2 separate regions of the Sus scrofa genome follow, and region 2 is linked to region 1. Evidence: chromatin contacts called from public promoter capture Hi-C data. All regions are on one chromosome and are shown on one strand. Each heading gives the region's core, a stretch centred on a gene start, on an enhancer-like site or on the middle of the called end of the contact. The rest is flanking DNA. Distances are from core to core; before and after follow the strand shown. Region 1 holds the start of ARMC8 (armadillo repeat-containing protein 8). Region 2 holds the start of PIK3CB (phosphatidylinositol 4,5-bisphosphate 3-kinase catalytic subunit beta isoform).

Evidence for each region. Promoter capture Hi-C pulls out the DNA fragments that hold promoters and counts their contacts.
Region 2: a contact with region 1 is called in a promoter capture Hi-C map of fetal liver, with 4 times the contacts expected there. The contact joins the promoter of PIK3CB here to the promoter of ARMC8 in region 1. A contact is called at or near these places in 2 of 5 promoter capture datasets (fetal liver and liver) and 1 of 47 Hi-C or Micro-C datasets (heart right ventricle).

Annotation. Positions count from the first base shown.
Region 1 is chr13:78,979,855-78,987,218 of Sscrofa11.1, reverse strand. It overlaps ARMC8 (armadillo repeat-containing protein 8), which reads right to left and starts at 4,535. Exons shown (of 23, transcript XM_021069500.1): 1 at 4,237-4,535. The coding sequence starts at 4,281.
Region 2 is chr13:79,606,269-79,613,632 of Sscrofa11.1, reverse strand. PIK3CB (phosphatidylinositol 4,5-bisphosphate 3-kinase catalytic subunit beta isoform) reads left to right here and starts at 2,793. Exons shown (of 25, transcript XM_021069526.1): 1 at 2,793-3,082.

The DNA of each region.
Region 1 (7,364 bases), core at 3,286-5,785:
AGCAATTGCACTCCTTTCACTTATCTCAGAGATACAAAAAGTTATGTCCACACAAAAACCAATACACATTTGTCCATAGCAGGTTAACAGCCAAAAACTGGAAACCAAAATTTCTAATCGGTGATCAGTTAAACTATCTTTTAAACAACCACATTATATATCCCTACCATGGAATACTACTCAGCAGTAAAAAGGAACAAACTACTGATACACACAACAGCTTGGATGAAACTCCAGGGCATTATGATGAGTGAAAAAAGCCAATCTCAAAAGGTTCACATGTTATATGACTTCACTTATGTAACATTATAGAAAAGGACAAATTACAGAGATGGAGAAGAGATCAGCTGCCACTGGGGGTTAGAGATAACAGTAGGAATGGGGGAGTAGGTAGGTGTGACTATAAAGAGGTAGCATGAGGGAGATCTTGACTGTGGTATTACACAAACACACATGTGATAAAATGATACAAAACTACACATGTATCTACACCAATACCAATTTTCTGGTTTCGATATCATACTATAGTTATGTAAAATGTGACCAATGGGGGAAAATGGGTGCAGTATACACAGGGATCTCTCTGTATTATCTTTGCAACTTTCTGTGAATCTATAATTATCTCAAAATTAAAATTTTAAAAATGTAATCAATGTAAAATCACCCAAAAGTGTGGAAACATGGGAAAATTTATAAATCAGTTGAAAAGAGTGATGTAATGCTAAATGCAAACAAGTAGGGATGGGGTAATTGTGGTGAAACCTAAAAAACACCTGGAGATTTTGTCCAACTCCTCCAAACAGACAGTTGAATCAAATATTTATTGAGAATCCACAAATGCAAGACATACTGCTATAAATAGTAGTTGATTAAGAAGAAAAAGCCAAGCACTTACCTTTGAATTAATTTATTCCCTAAGTAGATAGAATAATTATTGAAAGCCTCAGGGCCTCTGCAAAAGCAGTTCCCTTTTGCCTGGAATGCTCTTCTGTTTTTCCAGTTAGTTCTTACTCATCCTTGAACTCTCAGCTCATTGTCACTTCTTCAGGGAAACCCTCCCTGGCTCTCTTCACTGCCCTCCATATTAGACCATATTTCCCTATTATATGCTTATACAACATCCTATATTTTTCATTCATAACACTGATCACCATTTATACAGAACTGTCTGATATCCATTTCTCCCATCAGGCTGAAATCTCTAAGAGGGCAGAGACAGTCTATGTAGCTCACCACTGTATTCCCAAACCCAACACCAGGCCTGGCAAATGACAGAAGCTCAAAATATGTTACACAAATAAACCCACACAAAGCTACATTTCATACGTGCAAATGAACAAGCAGACAATAAGAATTACTGGGGTTTCGAAGAACCCAAGATCACCTCAACTTGAGAAAGCCAGTTTATATGTGATAGAACTTTTAAGCAGAGGATAAAGAATCTTATATCAAAAGCTGAATGTGAACATCAGTCTTTTAGCAATAGGAACTCATTGAAGAACTGAAACAGGGAAGTGTACAATGTGTTGTACAGGAAAATTAATGTGGAGAAGGGACTCTGACTGAGAGGAAAAGACACTAGAGGCAGTAAAAACCAACTGCAAGGACACTGTGGTAATGCAGGTACAAAATGATAAGGTCTGAAGAAGAGGGTGGTCTTGGGAACAGACAGATGTGAAGAACACTAAGAATGAAGAGATGACAGAACTTAAGGACTGATTAGCTATAGGAGCATCAAAGGGGGAAGAGTTAAAGATGATCCAAGTGGTTTAACAGTGGGTAATTCATAAAAGATAGTACCATTAACAGAAATGGGAATTCAGGACTAAGTTCTCTTAGAAGGAAAGTGCTTTGTTGGAAGTTTAAAGATGTATGATTTAAAGATGTAAGACTTCAAGAAGTCACACTGTCAAGAAGTCACAGTCAAGGCTGATAATGTAGATGTGTAAGTTGATTACACTCAAAGTAATAAGAATGAATGAGGAGCGGCCCTAGAAATGGCAGACAAAAAAAAAAAAAAAAAAGAATGAATTAGCTCTCTCAGAGAGAAGAAGGTATAAAGGGACTTGAATGGAAATCCTTGATCTGGCGTTGCTGTGAGCTGTGGTGTAGGTTGCAGATTTGGCTTGGATTTGGCATTGCTGTGGTGTAGGCCGGCGGCTACAGCTCAGATTAGATCCCTTGCCTGGGAACCTCCATATGCCTCAGCTGCAGCCCTAGAAAACATAAAAAGACAAAAAAAAAAAAAAAAAAATTTCATCTACCCCTTGTATGAATTATGTTCATCAGGCTACTGAGTCACTTGGACTGTCAGCTCCCTGAAGGCACAGCTGATCACATCTGTGCATCCCCTAAAGTGGATTGTATACGACTCGTGCACAATAAGTAGCCTAGTAAAGGAGTCAAATGTTTGCAAGATAGTTTCTGATTATTAATTCCTATTTCACCTGCACTTTGTATATCAAAAAGTGGGGCCCAAGGTAGTACTTTGAAAGGTACAGGCTTCATTTTATAATATTTAAACTCAATGAGTTTAGAGAGTTTAAATCATTTACTCAAAGCTCTGATTTCCCAAGGCTCTAAAATTGAAGAACTGAAAGACCACACTTCGGACTGTGAAAACCTTTAAAAAAAAAAAAATAAAACAAACCAATGAGACCAGGGCTAAAGCAAATGCCCACCACAAGGACGGAATACTCTTCAAGAAGTTTTCAAATACAGTTAAATAGGAAATATTATTTATCAAGGGAGTGAAACAAATAAAAAAATTAAATTGTACACTATACAAATCAATAATGTGTGAAAACTAAAGAAGCTTCAAGTGAAATGAAGGATGAATGAGATAATTAAAGGAAATTGAGAACAGTCAGGATGCATGGTTGAAAAAAAAAAAAAAAAGACGTAACTAGGGAAAAGTCATTGGCCCCATCCCACGAAACAGTCCAGGTGTCAGAGGTGGAGTAATTGAATTTATTTCAACGCTTAGGTGAACAGTTTTTCCCCAATTGCAGTTTAAAAATAAGGGACTACTAAAACGGATCAAAGGAAGGACAAATTTGCGCACAGCTCCCTCCCCACCAAATAAATTATCAAGGTGGAGTATGCCACAATACTCTAACCAAGTATTGCAGCAAACGTCCTAAGTGCTTCCAGATAGGTGAGAGTGTTTGCGGAAGTCAGGGAAGAAAAAAGAAATCATTTGGACACAGACTGTAGGAACCTGACAAGTCATCTAGAATCCAACCATCCCTCTCAGCATCAGACCGACTTCCACAACAAGTCTAAAAAGATAGACAAATCAGCCTTTGACCACTTGTTTCTAACAACAGCAAATGGACCACTGGTAAACTGGCCATCCTCAGAGTTGGACAGTTCTAATTTGCGGCAAAACTTTTCTAAGTTATCTCCTAGTAACTTTCACCCCTGATCCTGGTTCTCTCAAGAGCAACATCGAAAGTCCTGTTTTGGTTTTATTTTTAAACTTAAGCAGACAAACTAGGTATTACTTCTAAAAATAGTAGGAAAATTTGACCGCTCGCTTTTTTCAATGTTTGACTCCCCTTGAAGGAAAGCGGAATGCCAGGCACAGGTTCCTTTAGACTGAGAGCTACGACCTCCAGAGCAAAGCGAAGGAAAAAGGCTTAAATAACTACATACACCAGGAGACGTTGCAGCTGATAAGGCTCCGTTGCCAAGAGGCAAACAGCTCTAGCCTATGACCGGGTGCTGGGAAGCAATAGATACCACACAGACCTGGCCTGGCAGCCCCAAGACTGTGGGAGCCAAGGAGCCTCTACCAGTTTTTGCGATAGCCGCGGGGGACTGGGTGGGCGCTCATCCCCAGGCCAGCAGCGAGCCCTGCGCCTCGCAGAGTAGAGCGCTCGGCCCCGGAGAAGCGGCATCGCTAAGAGAAAGGCACGGGGAAACGCCTGGCAAAGCCCAAGCCGCGCCGCCGGGCCGGCCGCCCGTAAGCCCACTCTCCCCGCCCGCTGTCCTGAGAACCTGCACCGGTGAGCGTTCCCGTACTTGGAGCCGTTTCTGGCTCGGCCGGGATCCAGACTATCCCGCCCGCCCACCCACCCACCCACCCTCGCTCCCTCCCCGGCCCAGAGCTGAGCAGAAGACCACCTCAAGGGGTGGTGCCCAGAAGGCACGTCGCGTTTGTGGTGAACGCTGCGAGCTGGGCCTGAGCTCCCGGGCTGGCGCGCGGGCCAGCGGCTGCGGCGGGTCACTCACCGAGAGGACGCTCATGCGGATTGGGGTCTCCAACAGGCACGCCATCTTGAGCCTTCCCACCCGGCTGCAGCCGGCGCCGGCGCGGGGGCCGGCACTTTCGACAGCCAACTATTAGGCCAACCACAGGTACCTCTTCAGAAAATGAGGCAGGTAGGTGAGAACAGACCACGCTCTAGACACTGCTGAAGTACGGCCGGGGCCCGCAGAGGGAGAGCAAAGGGAAACCGCGCCAGGGACCTCGTTACGAATCGTTTTTTCAGAAACGGCAGCTACGCTCAGCCTGGGTTAGAGGTGGGAGCGGGCAGCAGTTTCCGCATGCGCAAAGGAGGTCTGCCGGCCCCACCTGCGGCTCTCGGTGGGGGAGCTTCAGGGGCGGAGTCTCGCGGCTAGCTGCACAGATCCTTTCGTTGCAACTTCTGAGTTCGCGTATTCATTATTCCGAAAAACTGGTGTGTGGAGCCACCTACGTAATTTGAAATTCGCTTTCTCATTCATTATCTCAGTCCTTTGCACCAGACTCCTAGCGTCGTTATTATCTCCATTTTACAGATGGAGAAACTGTGGTCTCAGAACCACGTCTTCTGTCGCCAGTAAGAGTGTTTCACGATCCACCGATGAAGTGTGACCCGTTTCAACATTATCTACCTGACCCTTTTATTCTAGTGTAGTATTAAGAATATATACTCTAAAGCCAGAATGCCTGAGTTTAATCCTTGCTACTTCACAGTACCATTACCCCGGCAAGTTACACTCCTAAGGTTTGCTTTTGTGTAAAGTAAGGGGTTGTGAGGTTGGAGAATGTAAAGCTCTTAGAACATGCCTGGAACGTAGAAAGCGTTATTATCTGTGTTAGTATTCTCCAGGCTCTGAGTCAAGTAGGAAAAAAAAAAAAAAAATATATATATATATATATATATATATATATATAGGGGCAAATATCTGACTAATTCGTGCTAAAACGCTTTGATAACTGAAGCCAAATAAAAACATGCTTCTAATTCTATTTTCTCATGGATGGATTCAGCTCTTTTCACTCCTTTTCTGTGTGTGGACAAAACTGCCATAGACAGGTTTCAACTATTTGCTGCTTTCAATCAGTAAGGTTTTCTTTTGCAGGATGATTGCAATGAACCTGTTACATTACTTGTCTTTTTTCCATTGCTATAACCACTCCCTAATTCAGGTTGGTATTACCTCTCCCCTGGACCAAAGTCTTCCAACTGATGTTGTAACTCTAGCCTCTCCACTTTACTCCTCACTGCTTTCCAATCTTGGCCCTGTACTTAGTTTCTAAATTCATTGTAGCCCTAAACATCTTTGCTTATGGGCCTGTGTTCTCCAACTAACTGTTGACTTTTTGGAAAGCGGAATCTCATTCTAATTTTCTTTCTGCTGCAACACTGTTTCCCAAACTTCAGTAATCTGCAGTCCAGCCACACAATCTTTGCCAATCTACACCCAGGTATTATTACACACTCAATATTTTTCTTTAAAGCCAATTTCAACTCATTATATAATTTTGGCCGCAGCCTAAGCCATAATACTCTGAAAAATCAAGCGTATTTTTGCTCCTTATTTTTATTCTAGTACGTATTAACATAACTACAAAGATGTTTAAGTGTTCATTCGTGTATCCTCTACAGTCATGTCATGTATTGCAGCAGAGCACAGCATAACCCTTATACAAAGCATACAGAGGTATCAACTAAATTTTCAGTTGACCTTTGTATGATGTAGAATTGTTACAGCTGTATTTGATCTCCACTTCATTAATTAGCTCCAGCAATACATCCTCCAGGAAGCCCTTCTGGTAAGGTCAGGTGATCCCTCCCCCATGTCTTCATGCATCATTCTGTTCTTGCTACTAATGTAGCATCTCCAACAATAGACTATAACCTGGGAGGTAATGTTTTACTTGTCTTCCCATCACACACTTCAGAGCAAGCACTAGGGATTTTGTCTTCTAGCAATTTTATCTCATCTAGCATAGAATGAATTTTTGACTTAGTTTGGGTGCCCTCAAAGGCAGATCCTGGGACAGGGATTTGGGTGCAGGTGGTTTATTTGGGAAGTGTTTCCATGGAACAGAACTGATGGATCAGGGAGAATGAGAGAAAAGAAGAAACAATCAGTTTAAGGGTCTGTTGCTGAAGTCGCTGCTTATTCCTTGAGGACCCTGAGAAACATACGGCATGCTCCTCTAGACAGCCGTATTGAAGTTGGAGCATTATCCACCACTCTCATCCTGTAGTGGTTGAAGATTTCCCTAATGCTGTTAATTCCTACCCTCCTATATTGTATTTGTACAAGGAACAGAGAGGGCTTCCTTAAGCTGATGCAGAAAAGCAGAATCTGTAGGCTCACTTTCGGGGTAGGATATGGGCAGTATGCATCTGAATTGCAGCAGAATTATTATTAAAGTTGTGGCTGAAATCAGAGTCTGGAGGGACTAGGGAATATGACTCAAGGCATCCAATATCTCTGCTACTGAAGCTTTTCTGTTTTATTTCCAGAAGACTGACGTGGCTATTTTGCAGGAAGGAAGCATTGATTAGCAAATCCCTAAGCCTGGGGATCAAGAATCTCATTTCTAGTTCAATTTTTGCTGTTAATTAACCTCAGGTACACCCTTCGAAGGTAAAAATGAGTAGAAATTGGGGAGTAAGAAAAATTTCTGGTTCAGCCTCCATGTAACAGCAGCAACAAAACAGTTAACTTTGGCACTGTGATAGAGGCAAATAGCCACATGGACTCCACTGCAAACAGGAGTGAAATTTCTCCCTATCCTTCCATATTTCAGAGCAGTATTAATTTCTGGGAAAAAATGACAACAAAGTGTGAGTTTAAGAAAAAGTAGAAATACACAAACAAAAGTAAGTAGCAAAACAGAGTTCCTTGTTGTGGCTCAGCAGTAACGAACCCAACTAGTATCCATGAGGATTTGGATTTGACCCTGGCCCCACTCAGTGGGTTAAGGATCTGGCATTGCTGTGAGCTGTAGTGTGCATTGCAGATGGGGCTTGGATTCCGAGTTGCTGTGGCATAGCCTGGTGACTGCAGGTCCTATTCAACCCCTAGCCTGGGAACTACCATATGCTGCACCTGTGGTCCTAAAAAGCAATAAATAA
Region 2 (7,364 bases), core at 1,544-4,043, 630 kb before region 1:
ACAATGAAAAGGAAGCACTTACAAATTCTAAAAATAAAAATAAAAATTTTGTGAACCTAGAAATACTCAGAAGTAAGAAGAAGGAAAATAGGGGGAAAACATAAAAAAAACAACCAACCAACCAAAGGATTATATATATTGAACATTTAAGTCAGAACCCAATAGTAGCAGAGTGGGGGCAATGGAGAACATTTGAATCTTCTAAAATTGGACAAATAGAACATTTTCCTGTGTTCACAACTTTAGTCATGATTTAAAAACTAGTCACAACTGCTTTTTTTCCTTTAAAGCTGTATTTACTAAAGGCATAAGATAATACATACACTGGTTTTAACAGTAAGATATCAAAAAATTTATAAAGAAAAATACAACTCCCTCCCACCTAACACCTCCGCCTTTTGCCCTCTGAGCTATCCAGTGTAATCAGTCTAGTGTAAATTCTTCCACCCCTTTCACTATGCCCACATGAATATATATATCTGAATGGTCAGCAACATACCAACAAGATCATATCACTATTAATTATTCTGTAATTTGCATTTTCCACTTAGCATTATATCATGAACATCCCTCTGGGTCAACACAAACAGGTTTAATTCATTTTTATTATTGTATAACATTGTGTAGTATGGAGGCAGTACAGTTGATTCTTGGATTCCATTACCTATGGACAATCCAGTTGTTCCCAGTTTGTTGTTTGTGTTTGTTTTGCACTACAAATAATACAGTATGAATCTATGTTAGTTTCCTGGGGGAGCTTTAACAATTGCCACAAACTGGGTGGCTTAAAACAACAGAAATTTCTGCTCTCCCATTTCTGGAGTTCCAAAATCTGAAATCAAAGCATTGGCAAGCTCTGAGACTCTGTGTCTCTCTCCTAGTTTCTGGTAGCTGCTAGCAATCTTTGGCATTCTTTGGCTTGTTGATACCTCACTCCCAACTCTGCCTCATTCTTCACATTACCTTTATCTCTATGTCTCTATTTCAAATCTTTCTCTGCCTTTCTCTTAAAAGGATGCTGGTCATTGGATTTAGGGCCCACCCCAAATCTGGGATGATCTCATTTCAAGGTCCTTAACTAACTACATCTGTAAAGATGCTTTTTCCAAATAAGGCTATGTTCATCTATCTTTTGGAAGGCTACCATCCAACCACTACAGCATCCTTGTATATATCCTTACAAATAGTATTTTCTTTAGTTTTTCCGTAGGGCAGAGTTAATGTATTTTTGGTCAATGTGTAGGAATTTTAAACTTTAATACTATTCCCAGATTATACCTAGAAAGTTTGTAGCAATTTACAGTCCCATCAGAGATGTACCAGGGCTTGTTTCCCTATGTATCATTGATTGGTCCTGCTAATGTTTGCCAATCTAATGAGTGAAAAATGGATTAGTGTTTTAATTTGCTTTTCCATGACTATTAGTGAAATAAGTGTTTTTTAATGAACGATTTGGATTTTCTCTTCCATCCATTATCTGCTTGTATACTTTGCCCATTTTTAAAAAACACTGGGCTATTTGGCTTTTTTAAAAGTCCATTTATAGAGACTCCTTTATGTTAAAGATACAGTGTGTCTGTCATATGTTTTGTGCAGTTTTATTCTTTTTTTTTTTTTTTTTTTTTTTTTGTCTTGTTAGCGTGTGATATCATGTAAAATATTTAGGTAGAATTTTTTTTTTCCTCTTTGATGATTCTGGGCTTTCTGTCTTGCTTTAAGTTTCCCCTCACTAATATTATATTACCACTCTTTAAAAATTTTACTTGAAGTCTTTGTCTTGTCTATTTTTATGTCTTTAACTCTTCTGGAACATATTTTTGAATATGGTATCATTCTATATTTGAATTATTACGAATAACCAATTACAGCAGGATCATTGATCATATAAACTATTCTTTTGTCACCAACTTTTTTGCTACCTTTGCTTTATATTAGGTGCACTTGAGATTCCATCCCAGACTATTAAACTAATTTGCCTGAGCTATTACAGTAGCAGTAAGTTACAACAATTTTACCATAAGTTAAAATTCTTATTTTACCGTATTTTATTTTTTTAGGTTTTTATTTTTTCTGTCATATGTGATTTACATTGTTCTGTCAATTTCTGCTGTACAGCAAAAATTTTTGTTTTCAATAATGAAATTCAAGTGTGCCAACAAAAGAGGACTGTGAAACTTCCCCGGTTGAGGTCAAAGATAACAGGAGATAAGATATGCGAACAAGGCTCGGGTAAACTGTAAGACTGCATCCAAATGTTGTTATCGCAAAAATGAACACACAGAAAAATAATCTTGGGCTTGGAAGTCTGGATTTTTGCTTTTATGACCAGTGCAGGGATTGAAGGTCCAGTTGTGGGGCATCCCACCTAACGACCCCACCCACAGAACAGAAGTGACGAAAAGGAGGAGGGAAAAGCAAAGTACAGTGCCCAAGAACCGAAAGAACGGTCCAGTCGCAGAACTGGGGAAAGTGACTGGGAAGAGAAGGCCAGCAAGGAAATCTAGGAAGAGAAGGGTCTCTCGGAGGCGGCTACGAAGGCCCAGGGCAGGTGGTAGCTCTCTCTTTAAAGGCAACTTGCTGGGGATTCCCGATCCCGAGTCCTCCGGGAGCCGCAAGCAGGAGCGGAACTGCTGCACAGCAGCGCCGATGCTGGGAGGTAGCTGGAGAGGGCTGAGCGGCGGTTCCGCCCATCTACCCGCTCTACTGGCCCGGCCCGGCACGACCTAGCCCGGCCCAGCCCGGCCCGCAGATCGGGGATTGGCCAGAGCGGCGCGCGGGGCGGGGCGGGGGCTGCCGGTAGGCGGGCCTGGGAGGCGGGCCTGGGAGGCGGGCGCGGGCGCGCGGGCGCGGGCGCAGCACGGCGGCGGCGCGCGCGTGCTCCGTGAATCGGTGGTTCAGCGGCGGCGAAGGCGGCGGAGCGGGCCATGGCAGTGGGCGGCGGGCTAGTGTAGCGCTGCGCGAGTCAGGCGGGCGGGGACTGAGACGGGGATGGGGGTGCTGCAGCTGGACGGTCGCGGTGGCCTGGGCTGCTGACCGCGCACCCGGAGCCGGGAACCGGCGGCGGCGGCGGAGCCCCGGGCAGGTGAGTGCGACGACGCGGGACCCGGATGCGGCGGGGCTGAGGGGCGGCGCGGTCGAGGCGGGCCGCCGAGGTGCCCCCGCGCGGCCCGGCGGCGCGCTCTTGCCCGCCGCAGCCTGCGGCGCCCGTGACTCTGGTGCCAGCGCCGCGCTTCCTGTCCGCGCGGAGGACACCGGCCCTCCAGCCCGCTGGGGCGCCTCGCTCGCCTGCGGCCCTCCCGGGGTTCTCCGAGGTGCGGCGCTTCCCGGCCTCCGGGCGGCATAGACGCGGCCGGGTGTCCCGGGCTGCCGGCACTTTGGGTCCGGTTTCTGAGGGACTTCTCGGGGAGAGGCGGCGTCCTCGCCCCCTGCGTCCGTGCGGACACCCGCGAGCTCCCGACCCTCAGGTGCCTTTTTGCGTTGAGTGTATTTTAGGGGCGGGCATCCTGGAATGCTGGGGGTATAGTCGTATTTTCAAATCCCAGCGCCGCCACTGACCAGCCCTGGGGCCTTGGACTAAAGTATCCGGGTTTGTATATGGGAATAATTATGCGTACTTCACAGGGTTGTTGTGAAGCTAGGACAGGATGATGTGCATGACCAAACAGCAAGTGCTTGGTCAGTGGTAGGCTGTTAGGAGAAACTCTGCTGCAGCATCTTCCTTGGTTGGCTATTGCTGATTCCTGGCTGCGGGTGCGGGTGTACCTTTGGGGGCACATTTATTTCCGACGTGCCTTGATGTTGCAGTAACCTCCACTGAAGTTACTTTAATTGGAGCCTGTTATCTTAGAGCTAAAACAGAATCCTACAGTCTCATCCTGGAGTCTCTTTTCTTGCTAAGGCTGCCTTGGAATACCTGTCTCAGGTACTGAGTGGAAATTACTGTTGAAATAAAACCCAACGATTTTAGGATTCGCTTCGATGAAAGATGGTGGGTCACATTCAACTTGAAGTACTTTGTTTAAATAATCTTAAGTGACACTTAAGCTCTGTCACTTGTTACAGAGTATAAACAGAATATGGAAACAGACTCCTTTTTCTGCATTGCTACATCTGAAGGGAGTGACAAGTGCTTTTGTAAACATGATTGTGGGCAGTATTACTGTCTGGTGAAGTCATCATAATTAAATTAGATGAGTACTTATTTTGAAGCACTGAATGGATGTTTGGAAATATGATTCCTAATAAAATCATCTCTAACGAGTCAGAATTCTCAGCAGTTCATTAATCATTTGGGGATTTTTGGCTACGCTGTAAGAGTTTTATGGTAAAAGCAGAACTGTTTAAGTCATGATAATGCGGCATAGGAGAGGGTGGTCATGATAAAGATCTTAACCTAGTTTCAGAAGGCAAGTGTGGAATAAAGTAAAACTCTTAATTTTTTATTTATTTATTTTTTTGTCCTTTGGGGCCACACCTGAGGCATATGGAGGTTCCCAGGCTAGGGGTCTAATCAGAGCTGTAGCTTCAAGCCTACACCACAGCCACAGCAACTCCGAGCTGTGTCTGCGACTTACACCACAGTTCACGACAATGCCAGATCCTCAACCCACTGAGCGAGGCCAGGGATCGAACCTACAACCTCATGGTTCCTAGCCGGATTTGTTAACCACTGAGCCACGACAGGAAAAAATCTTAATTTTTAGTCACTAAGGCAAGAATGACTGAAACCAAAAACTTTGTCATACAACCTTAGATTCACATCCTAATAAGGGTCTTGTACCTTCAGTGTGTTTTTTAGAAGTGGAGAAAATTGAGTTGGGTTTTGATTGATTGCTGTTTTGCACCTCTTGTTTGTGTTTTCTGCTTTGCTGAGAGACTCATTCATAAAGGCTTTTGATCCAGCTTGCTTCGTGAAATGTAAACAAAATACGTAGAAAAATTAAAAATTAACCTTGTAATCTAAATTATGTTCTTCCTTGTAGTCTAATTGTGTTCTTCCTAAGTTATGATCTTCCTTGATAGCTCACTGGTGAATCCAACAGTAGAAGCACTGCTAACCACTCTGCAGAGGCTAGGGGTCAGAAGGCATATCTTGCTTCATAGGCCTGATCCTGGGTCCCAAATAACTGGGACTTTGGGGACATCAACCAGTTTTATTCATAGAAACTTGAGAGTGTGTGTGGCCAGTAGATTGGGAGGGTGGTGGAGGATTAGAGAATCACATTGTATAAAGGAAACTTCCAGGGTAGCACACTTTTATGTTTTTCTTTCTCTTGTTCTCTTACTGTCTTTTGTTGACTTTTTCTTCTCTTCCTGAATTCAAAACATCCTAATGCCTCAGGGCTTCCCAGCCTGTCCCTCTGCTTTCTTCTACCTGTTCTCTCTCTGGTTGATCTCATCATGTCCTGTGGTTGAGATACTATCATTGTGCTGTTGACTCTCACATTTTTATCTCTAGTCCTGAACTTCAAATTTCTACCTGCCTACATATCTTCACTTCTTACATGCCCCCCCCCCCCTTTTTCTGGCTGTGGCATGCAACTTGAATCTCAGTTTACAGACCAGGGATTGAACCTGGGTCAAAGAGGTGAAATCACAGAGTCCTAACCACTAGGCTACCAGGGAACTCCCTTCATTTGTCTGTCTTAAACTTAACATGTTCAAAATGGAGTTCTTGATTTCCATTCTTCAACTATTCCTACCCCAGCAGTGTCCATTTCATAGAGCACCTCTCTGCCCCTCTCTTCCACCTGCTTAAGTGAAAAATCTGATGGTCATCCTTAATTCCTTGCTTTGCTTCACTGCTCCCCTGCACCCTCAAACAATCAGTTCTTTGGCAAACTCTGTTGATTTTGCCTCTAAAATATATACTGAATATATTTACTGCACTTTATTTTTATTGCTATCACTCCAGTTCTTCCTGAGTAATAGCTTCCTAATTGGTCTCCTTGCCTCTGGTCTTGCTCCCCCACTGTCTGTTTTCAAACAGCAGTCAGGGTGTAAGTTCCAGGGCCTGGGACCTATGCCACAACTGAGGCAACTCTGGATCCTTTAACCCACTGAGCCAGGCTGGGGAATGAACCTGTACCTCCTCAGTGACCTAGCCATTGCAGTCAGATTCTTAACTCATAGCAGGAACTTCTCCAATAGCTTATTACACTAAGTAAATCCAGATTCTCTACCTGCATTATCAGCTAATTATCTTGCCTCTTTTCTTGTTCACTTGTTTATGGTCTTTCCCCTCTAACATACTATAAGCTTTCTGATAGCAGAGACCTGGTTTCTCTTCCCTGGGGTATTCTCAGTAACCAGAACATTGGAACATTAAACAAATGTTGAGTAAATGAGTGACTATGTGAATGAAATAAGTTATAAAATCTTCTGATTCCAAGTATAACATGTATCGAACACAGTTGACCCTTTTTTGGTCCTAGATTCATGCTAATGAAGTAATAACAGGGCCTAGAGTTATTCTATTAGGTATGTCTACTCTGAGTCTTCATTAAAATACTGTACCTTCTGAAAAGGCTAAGGATTTAGACATTTAAGTCATTGATAAACAAAAACATATGTAGATTTTATTCACCATGTATTGGATCATTAGTATCTTATGAATAAGGAACCAAACAAGCTTCCAGCCCTGTGCTTATGTGCATTTATTTTTTTTAATTAAATTAAAAAATGTTTTTTTACTTTAGGGCCGCCCCCGTGGCATATGGAGGTTCCCAGACCAGGGGTCGAATTGGAGCTGTAGCTGCCAGCCTGTGCCACAGCCACAGCAACCCCAGATCTGAGCCGTGTCTGCCACCCACACCACAGCTCACGGCAACGCCAGATCCTTAACCCACTAAGCGAAGCCAGGGATTGAAACTGTGTCCTCCTTATGAGCCACAATGGGAACTCCTATGTGCTTTTATGTGTCTATCCTTTGAATCTTTGACTTAGAGTTATCATCTTACCATATCTTGGAGATAGATCCCTATTACTTGGCTTCTGTTAACTGCTCACTTGCAAGCTTTGTCATTTTGTAGAAAGAGGGAAATAATTTAGGATTTTTCCCCTGCCTGAGAACTAGTCTGTAGCCCTGAAGGCTATCAGGCAGATTTGTGAACAAAGAAGGGTATGGCAAAATCAAAGTGTAGAATTCCATCATCTCAGTAGATAATAGGAAAAAGATACATTGGGAAAGGAAATCCTAGACTAGAAGGATTTAGTAGAAGAGGAGAAGAAATGGAAGATAAGAGAGAATATCACAGATTTTCAGGCTTGTGTGGGACAACTTCTCTGCTCATTCCTTTTACCCTCTCACCCCCACCTCCAAATTTTGACACTTGGATTATTTTTCCCTCTGCCCTCTTTCCATT